Linked DNA regions of Bicyclus anynana: region 1 is linked to region 2. A link is a contact called in public Hi-C data. All regions are on one chromosome and are shown on one strand. Each heading gives the region's core, a stretch centred on a gene start, on an enhancer-like site or on the middle of the called end of the contact. The rest is flanking DNA. Distances are from core to core; before and after follow the strand shown. Region 1 overlaps LOC112053467 (nuclear hormone receptor FTZ-F1 beta). Region 2 holds the start of LOC112053467 (nuclear hormone receptor FTZ-F1 beta).

The links. Hi-C and Micro-C count contacts between places; a contact is called where the count stands out from the background.
Region 1: a Hi-C map of whole larva shows a contact between it and region 2, with 6 times the contacts expected there. The contact joins the enhancer-like site here to the promoter of LOC112053467 in region 2. A contact is called at or near these places in 2 of 2 Hi-C or Micro-C datasets (whole body and whole larva).

The regions. Positions count from the first base shown.
Region 1 is chr4:15,800,077-15,805,886 of ilBicAnyn1.1, reverse strand. All of the region lies in intron 1 of LOC112053467 (nuclear hormone receptor FTZ-F1 beta), which reads right to left. Among protein-coding and RNA genes, the nearest start is that of LOC112053467, 39 kb to the right of the region's middle. Within about 2 kb of position 2,081, at least 8 of the 8 cell types and tissues checked have open chromatin away from gene starts, as enhancers often do.
Region 2 is chr4:15,759,634-15,765,337 of ilBicAnyn1.1, reverse strand. LOC112053467 (nuclear hormone receptor FTZ-F1 beta) reads right to left here and starts at 1,622. Exons shown (of 17, transcript XM_052881178.1): 1 at 1,254-1,622. It overlaps LOC112053463 (ras-related protein Rab-9B), which reads left to right and starts at 2,273. Exons shown (of 4, transcript XM_024092872.2): 1 at 2,273-2,809; 2 at 5,289-5,489. The coding sequence starts at 2,600.

The sequences.
Region 1 (5,810 bases), core at 832-3,331, 40 kb before region 2:
AATAATATCATTGATTTATTTATCATTTTATGTAAATCGATTCTTTTCAATATTGGCATAAATTATGAACTTCTACGTTACTTCCTTCTATTTTTTAATAATAATAAATTATACAAAATATGTTAAAGTTATACTATGTAAGGTCTCGGGCTCCGTGAGGTTTATAGCAAAGAAAATTCAGGAAAAATTTCAACGTAGGGTAGGGGTAGGGTAAGGGTAGTGTAGAGTAGGGGTAGTTGAAAGTTTACATCGAGTTTCACGTGGACAAAGTCGCGGGCGTCCGCTAGTTAGGTATATTTTCTACATATTAGGTAAACACCAGATAAATGATGGAAAAATAAGTGGAAAAGCAACATAATGGCTGTATACATATACAAATACCTAAGCTGTATAATTTACCTAACATTTTTCGTTTGGAAAAATTTCCTAAACCATAGGTAATGTTCTTACAACTACTAACTTCACACTAATATTATAATGAAAATGCGAAATTTTGTATGGATGTTTTGTTACTCTTTAACGCCGCAACTACTGAACTGATTTGGCTGAAATTTGGAATGGAAATAGATTTTACTCTGGATTAACACATAGACACATATACATTAACTACGGGACACCCTGTATAGCTATGTATGGAGGTACCTAATAATAGATAGGCTCGGTTGAGTGATGTCCTTGTGTTCAGTCGAGTTGTCGATGGACAGACGAGGCGTCGACCGATAACTATCTTAAGGTCAGCACTATCTGCCTGACGTCACCTCGCACCATTCCTTTGAGTTGCGATAAATATCATTCTGGTATACAATCACCTGCCTTTCAATACGAGAAACTACTTGGTAATATTTATCGATAAGTTTTTATCCGACTGATGAAATAGGGTTATGTTTTTTTACATTAAATAAGTAGGTGTCTTTACTAATATTGTAAAAAGGTAACGTTTGTGAGGTTGTAGGGGGTAATCTACTGAACCGAGTTTGAAAATTCATAATATTTTTTTTTAATTGGTCTACGATCTTCTTTTACACAGATGGGTGTTACTTGTGTTCTTGACCCGATGAGCTGAGTTCAAGTGTCTCTAGAGACTGATGCACCCCTACAAGTATATAATAAGAGCTATTCCGACATAATCATGAGTGTCATGAACCATGTCGTCCGTTGACTTAGCGCTTCCTATCCAGTTGGCTTGCGCCACTAATTGGCTTGTCGTCTTTACCCAGTACTGTCTGTACAGCTGGGAGTTTCCCGTTTCCTTGACCCCGATGGTCTGAGCTCGATTGTCTCTCGCGATGCACCCCTGCTAGCGTCCAATAAAAGCCATTCCGAGATGAGACAAGTATCATGAACCAAGTCAACAGATCATTGACTTAGAGTTTTCTAACCAATTAATACGCCTCTAATTGGCTTGCGTTCTTTACCCAGTAGGTACTGTCTGTACTGTAATGAGCTGAGGTCGAGTGTCTCTGAGAGAGCGATTCACTCCTGCTAGCATATCGTATGAGCCATTCCGAGTTTAGACAAGTGTTATGAACCATGTCGTTAGATCATTGACTTTTAGCGCTTTCTGTCCAGATAGTACGCCACTAATTGGCTTGCGTCCTTTACCCAGTACTGTCTGTACAGTTGGGAGTTTCCCGTGTCCTTGACCCCGACGATCTGAGGTCAATTGTCTCTCGCGATGCACCCCTGCTAGCGTACAATAAAAGCCATTCCGAGATTAGACAAGTATCATAAACCAAGTCAACAGTTTATTGACTTAAGAGCTTTCTATCCAATTAATACGCCTCTAATTGGCTTGCGTTCTTTACCCAGTACAGTCTGTAGGTACAGTTGGGAGTTTCCTGTGTCCTTGCCCCGATGAGCTGAGGTCGAGTGTCTCTAGAGAGCGATGCACTCCTGCTAGCATATAATATGAGCCATTCCGAGATTAGAAAAGTTTCATGAACCGTGTCATCAGATCATTGACTTAACGCTTTCTGTCCAGTTAGTACGCCACTAATTGGCTTGCGTTCTTTACCCAGTACAGTCTGTACAGTTGGGTGTTTCCCGTGTCCTTGACCCCGATGAGCTGAGGTCGAGTGTCTCTAGAGAGCGATGCACCCCGCGCCGACGCACTAACTGAAATAGACGAGGTAAACACCCGCAGATAGATCTACTGCGAATTCTACAACGAACAAATAGAGCATATTATTAATTTTCAGAACTAACGACCAGTGATATTATATTGCTAGAGCATGTTCGCAACACCGTTCATAACCATTATTTTTTTCAGCAAAAAAATGCCATATCCAATCGGGTTAGCCGCGAAAAGGTAACAAACAGACTTCAATATAATAAAACATACCTACTATAGTATGGATACAGAGCAACCGCTGAAAGAAAAGTCGTTTTCAATATAGAGAGTAAAAAGAACCTTTTTTGTACAGAATTTCTCAAAATGCCTTATATTAGGAAGGCGTTAGCACTAATAATATTACGTTTATATCATAGTTATACTAAAAATACCGTACTTTATTGTCTCCCTATAACTGGTAGAATCGCTTCAAACAGTCAAACTTTCGAAAGTGCTTGTAAACAAAGCCATCTTGAAAAAGCCGAATTTGAATTTGCACAACTCGGATACAGACTTACAATTTATTTATTACTATTATTTCTATTGTAATTAAGCTTTTTTTATAACCCATCGCATTTCCGGACAAAGACCTCCTCCAAACTCTTCCATAGTTTTGGATTCGTCTTGGTCTCATGAAGGGCCCATATAGTCTACTAAGTCATCTCGTGACCTGCATACTGGTCTTCTTCTCTTATTATAGTAGGGGAGCTGAAGAGCATTTCGAACATTTGACGATTTGAGCGTAACATAATGGAATGGGAGGTTTCCAAAGTTACAAAATAAAATCCTTATATTTTTTTTCTCAAGTTATGAGCGTGATTAATTTTTTACTTATTTTGCAGGTTACCTCCTAATTAATCGCTAAAATTTTCGGACAATTTCAATAAGCCAAAGCAATAAAAAATTCTTTTAAGTCTGTAGTTTTTTTCTCCACCATTAAAAGCGAAAAATGTTTTATTCTTCCTATCATTTAATCTACCAAATGTAATCGGTCCCCATGACGCTTTAGTAACCGCAAATTTGGCACCCCGGGCTCCCCTACTATTATATGTTGGGCATCTAGCATTTATTTATACAGCCCATCTGTTGTTGTCCAACCCAATTCCATTTATTTTTCGATTTATTCGTGTTACAATATAAAACACTAAATATACCAACAATAATCATCACTCGCCGAACGTCGTGAAGGTTACATTCTTATCAAGGACGTTGTTTAGCCTAATCTTGTTGTGCAAGTGTCTAATAATCTTTATTGGACGTGATAAGACATAACTAACCTTAATAATAACATAGCAGATAATGATACCTACTTTTCAATCTAGGCTGCAGTTGTGGGAATTTAGTTGTGTAATTGCAATTATAGTGGATATGACCTCTGCCTCCGATTCCGCAGGGTGTGGGTTCGAATACGGTCCGGGCATGCATGCACCTCCAACTTTACAGTTGTGTGCATTTTAAGAAATTAAATATCACGTGTCTCAAACGGTGAAAGAAAACATCGTGAGGAAACCTGCATACCAGATAATTCTTGGTTTTCTGCGTGTGTGAAGTCTGCCAATCCGCATTGGGCCAGCGTGGTGGACTATTGGCCTTACCCTTCTCATTCTGAGAGGAGACTCGAGCTCAGCAGTAAGCCAAATATGTGTTGATAACGACGAATTATAAAACAGTACAACTATCTATTGTACATGTTACTGGCAATCGATATAATTCAGGTATTCTATACAATGCCTAGGTAATTTACTGAATACCGGGGACGAATGGGGGGGAATGTATTAATGTATTTATAACTGGCGTCACAACAGTAACTTAAATTGGTAACATATCACTGACATTAAGACTCCAGATATTGAATGTGACTCGTGCCCCTTCATTCAGCTTCACCTTCTAGACCGAATCGGGATCGATGTCATGTAAGGCAATGGCCTACTACTAAAATCTACACGTAAACACTATCAGAATAAAGGTCGTACAAATACAAGCAAATTGTTCCCGTACGTTATGATTCTCAAAACTAGTATAAAATAATAAATCAAATGTATTCAAGCTCCGAACTCACTGGTTTCTGTATAGGAATATTATACTTTTATAGCAGAAATTAGCACATAGTTCGAAGAGCCGATGGAAGTTGGGGTCCCAAAGTGCTGGAATGGCGACCCCGCACTAGTAAGCGCAGTGTTGGCCGACCCCCCACCAGGTGGACTGACGACATCAAGCGAGTCGCAGGGATTCGCTGGATGCAGGCGGCTCAGTATCGTGATGTTTGGAAGTCCCTACAAAAGGCCTATGTCCTGCCGTGGACGTCCATCGGCTGATATGATGATGATGATGATGATGATAGCAGAAATATTTCTGTACCAGGTGAACGACTTATTCAATAGAGCCGCCGCGTCAGGGAACTCATTATGAACTTTGAAACTAATCGTAGACTCTGCCAAGCCACATTTACTGTCGCTATACTAGCAGACGCCGTAGTTCCCGTAGGAATACGGGCATAAAATATAGCCTACTAGCAGACGCCCGCGACTTCGTCCGCGTGAAATTTAGTTTTTCACAAATCCTTCGGGAACCATGGACTTTTCCGGGATAAAAAGTAACTAATTTGTTAAACCAGAGTAATATCTATTTCCATACCAAATTTCAACTAAATCGGTTTAGTAGTTTCGGCGTTTAAGAGTAACAAACATCCATACAAACTTTCGCGTTTATAACATTAGTAGGATGAACAATGGGGATGATGACTAGGTTTGAATATATTGATTTTTAAGATACATTCGGGTAAATAGGGTCAAGGTTAACTAATTTATATATAAAAAGCAAAGGTTGTCTGGATATTTGTAAAATAAAGGAGATTATTAAATTTCAAAATCTACTAAAAATCTTTTGTCGTAATTAGATGAAAATTCATACAGTTTTAGCTTCCTTACATTAAATGTGACATTTTTTAATACAGGAACTATAAACATAAACATAAACGCACAAATAACAAAGATATTAGTAATTTGGTTTGAACGCACATACAAATCTAACGATCAGTACATTCATTGCCTACGACGTCATTAGTTCGTGCCATTTTGTATGGGGCGTTTTTCAGGGATCCGCGGCAGCGCCGCAAATCTGACCCTTTAAATCCCTGTAGCTCCGAAAGTAATGATCGCAGATACCCTGTTCCTTTTACAAAATTGCTTTACTATTAGCGTACTCTTAATTTATCTACAATTTAAAAAACTGTCATCATCCCTATTAAAAAATTAACTCTAAAACTGATGCACTTTCCATACAAACTTTCAACCCCTATTTCACCCCCTTCTATTTTTATTTTAGGGTCCAAAGTATCCTATGTTTTGCTCCAAGGTCCCATTTCCGATCATACCAAAATTCATCTTGATCGGTTCAGCCGTTTAGGTAACAGACAGACACACAGAGTTACTTTCGCATTTATAATATTAGTATAGATAACACTCGGGGATAGTGTACTATCCAAAAATGAAAGAATTTTTCAAATCGATTCAGTAATTCCAGAACCTATTCAAAACATACAGACAAACAATCAAATCTCTAAAAAAAATCTTTCCTCTTTGTTATCCATATACTTATATAATATATACTTATCTTGGTCTTGAAATGTTCGTGGAGGTATAGGGAAGGTTTAAAAGGTAAGGAAAAATTAGAATAATTGCCTGAAAAACCATAAAAACAG
Region 2 (5,704 bases), core at 373-2,872:
TATTTCTTCTTCTTCTTCTATTGGAAAAAAAAATCATTACATGACGACATGGATTATGGAAAAAACTGTGAAGCGCTAATGTAAAAAATTGCACAAAGCGAAAAGGTATATATTTTTTTTTATATTTTTATCAGGAAAATAAGAGTGAGGTAGGTCATGTCCCCATACGCTAACTTAGCTCCGTAAACCTTCGATACGTCAAAGTTTAAAATCTGAACCTTTAACGAAGTTTTTCATCCGATCTGGACCTTTCTAACATACCTCCTAAAGTCACCATGTAAATACTCCATAATTACCCACCGTACTTTCAGTTTTTATAAAACAACGAAGTTCTGGTCATCCCAGACTCCTGCTCTATATTAGTATTTAATATAAGATGCAAGTTATTATGCATGTGTGTTTATATTAGAAACGTGCTCAAGCTAAGGACATTGGTAATCGCATAGCAAGACGCTTGTGGAAGCGAGCTTCTATGAAATACCGTTACTTAAATGCAAATTTAAATGCCTTGGCATCTTTATATGTAGATACAACTTAAGTAGGTTGTTTAGATTGGAGTTTGGAAAAGTTTATAAACTAGATTTTAAATTAATTTAACGATTATAAAAGTAGGATATAATTTGAAGGAGAATTACATATCCTACCTACCCGTACAAAGAAGTAAAGTGTTTTTAGTAATGCCCTAATATATATCTTTTGTATTAAAAGTTATTCCATATTTATATACAAACATAGGCTATAGGCTATATCAAACGGTAAAAATATAAAATATAAATAATTATCATATACCTACAACCTCTACATAAGCTTATTCTTTAATTTACCTTTCTTTTATTTACTAATACGACTAGTAAAATAGGTAAGTTTAGGTAAGCAAGTAGTTAACAATAACTGACAGCATGAATTGTAAATTAAAAAAAGAAACAACTTAATAATTACCTATTAATATAACGAAATATAAAACGCATCTAATACGCGATCTCGCGAAAAGTTTAACTTTACAAATAAAAAAAAAACAATTAATCAGTGAAGTGCGCGACAGTCACCCAAACAAAACTCAGGGACGTCGAGCGGCGAGGGGCGGGGGTGAGCACCCTTCGCGTCACGTGACGCGCGACCTTCAGGCGGCGCACCGACCTTGAGCGCCGCTCGCCCCGCGCGCGGGTCAGAGGTGAATGCACGCCAACCCCCCGCGCGCACCCGCCGCCCACCTCGTCCTGCTACGGACCCGAATGCCATCTAATGCCACTCACCTCGCTCCCGGCTACACCATGGCACCCAGGCGCCACCCACCAACATCCCGGTCTCATGCACCCTGCCGCCGCGAACAGGTATTAGCGACGCGGCACACCTTTCCCATAAAATATCACCGACAAGTTTATTGACATCGAGTCGCTACTCGCAACTCGCTCGCACAATTGCGCAAATGTATAATTTTTGTAACTTTCCAAATCACACTATGTTTACGTTCGAATAAGAAAACACTTATCTCGCAAAATAAAACGTCCGTTCACTCAATAAATACTTTTTGTAAGGGAAAACATTGAACACAAGGGTTTACGCTAACAATAATAATCACACCATGTCCTCTCACCTCCGCAAAACAAAGCGGAATAAAGTCAATCGAGCGAACTGACATCTAGCGAGTCATACTGCAAAATAAACATTCGAACATGACATCTAGCGACAGGAAAGGAGTTTACCTTTTTCGTTTTTGCTAACAACCCAATAGAGGGAAACACAAGTACAAAGATAAGGAATTATTTATTATTTTTAGGCGTCAATAATTTTATTTTGCTTCATTTTATTTTTTTTTATCAAAATAATCTAACATACTCTTACAAAATAGGAATGTAAAAAAGAAACAATTATTGATTATGAATGACAGTTTTTAACTACTGTTATTAATAATCTGTATCGCAGAATGTCATTATTTAATGTTGCCACACTTAGGGTATTTACATGAATTGTGGGATTGATAACTGTAGTTTAATTTAAAAAAAAAAAAAAAGAATTTATTTGTTAGCATAACACATAACAACAGAGTAACTTGGAATTTTTATAAACATAATGTGTAACTGTTATGTTTTCAACTATAATTATAAATGTTAGTAATTTAAGTGTTTGTAACAATTTACAGATTACATTTAGCTTTCGAATGGTACTAATTTCGCAGTATAATAATTTGGCCAAAAAGTTCCATATCATTGAAATAGGGGAAATAGTTCAAATTGAAATAATGTTGGAATTAAAAATATATATGAGGTAATCATAACAACTTAACTGGCAATTCCTTTATTTACAAAAAAGAGAGATCAGCTGTGAGCTGTCGTTTACAATTTTAATTAATTTTGTTTTATTTTCGTGTATTATTCCACCGCAGTGACGTTGTATGAGGATAATTTTTTTCGAGTGATTATTTTTTTTGTGTGTGACCATTCGGTGATTCAATACATAATTGCCTGAAAAGATTCACGTGATATCCTTGAGAGGCGAGTCCATTACTCACTAATTAAATAGATCTATCTGTTATATTCAAGGCTGAGGCAATAAAGCAGTGTTTCGCGAGTTTAGTGACTATTATGACAGTTTTTAATACATGATGGGCGAAGATTGCGATGGATACGGAAGGACGGCGAACAAAAATATACTCTTGAAAATTGTTATATTAGGCGATGGAGGGGTCGGCAAATCGTGTCTAATGAGCAGATTCATATCAAACCACTTCGATGATCACAACTTTCATACGATAGGCGTGGAGTTCATGAACAAGGTGGTGGAAGTAAACGGCAAGCAATATACTTTACAGGTAACACTTTTTACTTTAGAACAACATTAAAGATTTTTTTGCTCATACCAGAAATGTATAAGAATGTAAGGTCTGAACATGAGATATATGGTTCTGCTGTGTACTTAAACATATTCCAATGTGATTACAATTTATCAGCATGTTACAATGTCAGGGCGGACTAGAAGCACATAGAATTTAACTAACGGACGCCCACAACTTTATCCCATGGATTTTCAGGGATAAAAAGTAGCCTACGTGTTAATCCAAGGTAAAATCTATTTCCATTCCAAATTTCAGCCAAATCGCTTCAGTAGCTACAGTGTCAAGGAGGAACAAACATACTTACACATAAACTTTCGCCTTTATAATATAATTGTGATATGATTTATCTTGCGTATCAACATTAATGATGGATGGTATCAACACACACTACTATCAAAATTAATGAATGTCAGGAATTAATTATAATTAATTAATCTCTAAGTATTAAAGACCATAAGAACAGCATTAGTACTGTATGATTATGAGAACTGATAAAATCAGTCTCAGATTAGTATAATGTTTGGAAATGTAAGAGATTTTGGAAAATTTAACCCCTATAGCATGAATAAATAAAGAAAATGAATAAAGGGGAAGAATGTCCAGTTGCAGGTATTTACTAATCTATCAAATTCATGCAGGCAAAGATTTAAAACCATTTATACTCTGAGATAATTTTGTGTTATTAATGATAATAAATGTAGGTGTTTTATGTATTCAGCCTGTTAGCAACAGAAATTGCTTGTTTCCTTTTAAAATTTATTCATTGAGCCCAATGAAGCGTAGATTATATGTAATTTCATACCATTGTCTTGCATGTCAGTAATAAATATTCAAGATAATTTAGTAAGATCTTACACTAAATCTTTTATAAACAGGTACACAATAATAGATAAAAAATTTACACTTATAAGAGAATTTTATGCTTATAATAAGGCATGAAGCTGATGTCAACGGAAAACTTTATAGATAACAGGCTTAACAAATCTTGATAAGTATAGCCTTTAAAAGCCATACTTTTGTCATGACACTAATATTATAAAGGCAAAAGTTTGTGTCTAAGTATGTTTGTTCCTACTTTATGCTGCAGCTTGCAAATTGATTTGTCTGAAATTTGGAATGGAAATAGATTTTACTCTGGATGGTTCCTGTGGAAATTTGAAAAAAGTGAATTGCACATGGATGAAGTTGTGAATGTTTGTTATAATTTTTTATCAAGATTGATAAAAAACAAATATATACATATAGATAGAAGTAACAACCTGTTACATATATACAAAAAATAACAGAAATTCACTCAAAAGTTTTTAGGGTTCCTTAGTAGAACTATCACCCCTTAAAGGGATTGTTATGTGTTTCCAGTGACCCTGTTTATAAGAAATCATCCATATTCACCATTTCAATTCACCTATTTCAATATTTCACATGAAAAATTTTCAGCAGACATTACTTAATGACAAAAGTCTGGAATTCATAGGTTCATACTTGGACCATTATTATAAATTTTTCATTAGTATTGTACAGTAGACATTAGGCAATTAGTAAAGATAGTCAGTTCCCTTGTTATGTGAAACACTAGGTATTTCAACAGTTGCAAGGGCAAACAATATAATTTAAATATAATGACTTTTGAAATAAGAAACAAGTTGTAGCAGTTTTTTTTAATATCTTATGTTATCATTTTACAAACCATTACCTAATGATGTAAAAGTAGTTTTATTACCAGTTTTTTAAGTAAATATATCTTTAAGTAGATATAATCAGTGTGCATAAAAAATTATGTGTAACTTAAAAAATGCTGGACCAATGTTGATAATTTTTTTAGAAGTTTTTTTATGAGTTATTTTACTAAAGAATATAGGTAGTAGGTTAAAATATATAGTGAGAAAGACACTGGATTATTTTTCCCGGTCGGTTCCACAATTTTTAATAATAATTGAATGTACATATAATTCTAAATTTTAGAAATTATCCTCTTATGTTAATAAATTATCCTATAACATATTACCTTGTTCAGTTTGTACAACTAAAAGCACCGAATAGACTTTCGATAGGAACTGGCTTTAGTGTGTTACTTTTATATCAAAATGAAGTAATGGAGCTCTTATAAAAATACTGTGTTCAAGTGTGTCAAGACAAACAGACGGACTGCTTCCGTGGCGCAGTGGTAAGGGCGGTGGATTTACAAAACGGAGGTCCTGGGTTCGATCCCCTACCCTAACGGCAAACATGTACCGCCATGTTATTTATCTACCGGAACGATCGATCGGTTGAGGATCTGGATCCTTAAAACCTGCTACCTCCCAAAGCCACCAAGGTCGAAACTCCATAATCTGCTACTGTACCTCCTTTTGGTAGGGGCATGAGCTGACAAACTTTCAGCTTTTATAAAATAACGAAGGTCTGGTGTTCACAGGCTCTTAGTTATTATTCACAGTGCCTATTTTAATTGTTTCAGATCTGGGACACAGCTGGTCAAGAGAGGTTCAAATCCTTGAGGACACCATTTTACAGAGGGACTGACATATGCATACTGGCATATGCCATTGACGACAGAAGTTCGTTCAACAACATCAAGACATGGCTGAACGAGTTCCTGCATTACGCTGGCGTAAAGAACGGAATCGAGAAGTTCCCATTCATTGTTGTCGGAAATAAGGTAGACATAATTTTATTGCTTGCAGTTTTTCACAAATCCCGCGGGAACCATGGATTTTTCCGGGATGAAAGTAGCCTGTCCAGAGTAAAATCTATTTCCATTGCAAATTTCAGCCAAAGTCGTACCGCCAAGCAATTTAGCGTTCCGGTACGATGTCGTGTAGAAACCGAAAAGGGGTGTGGATTTTTATCCTCCCAAGTTAGCCTGCTTCCATC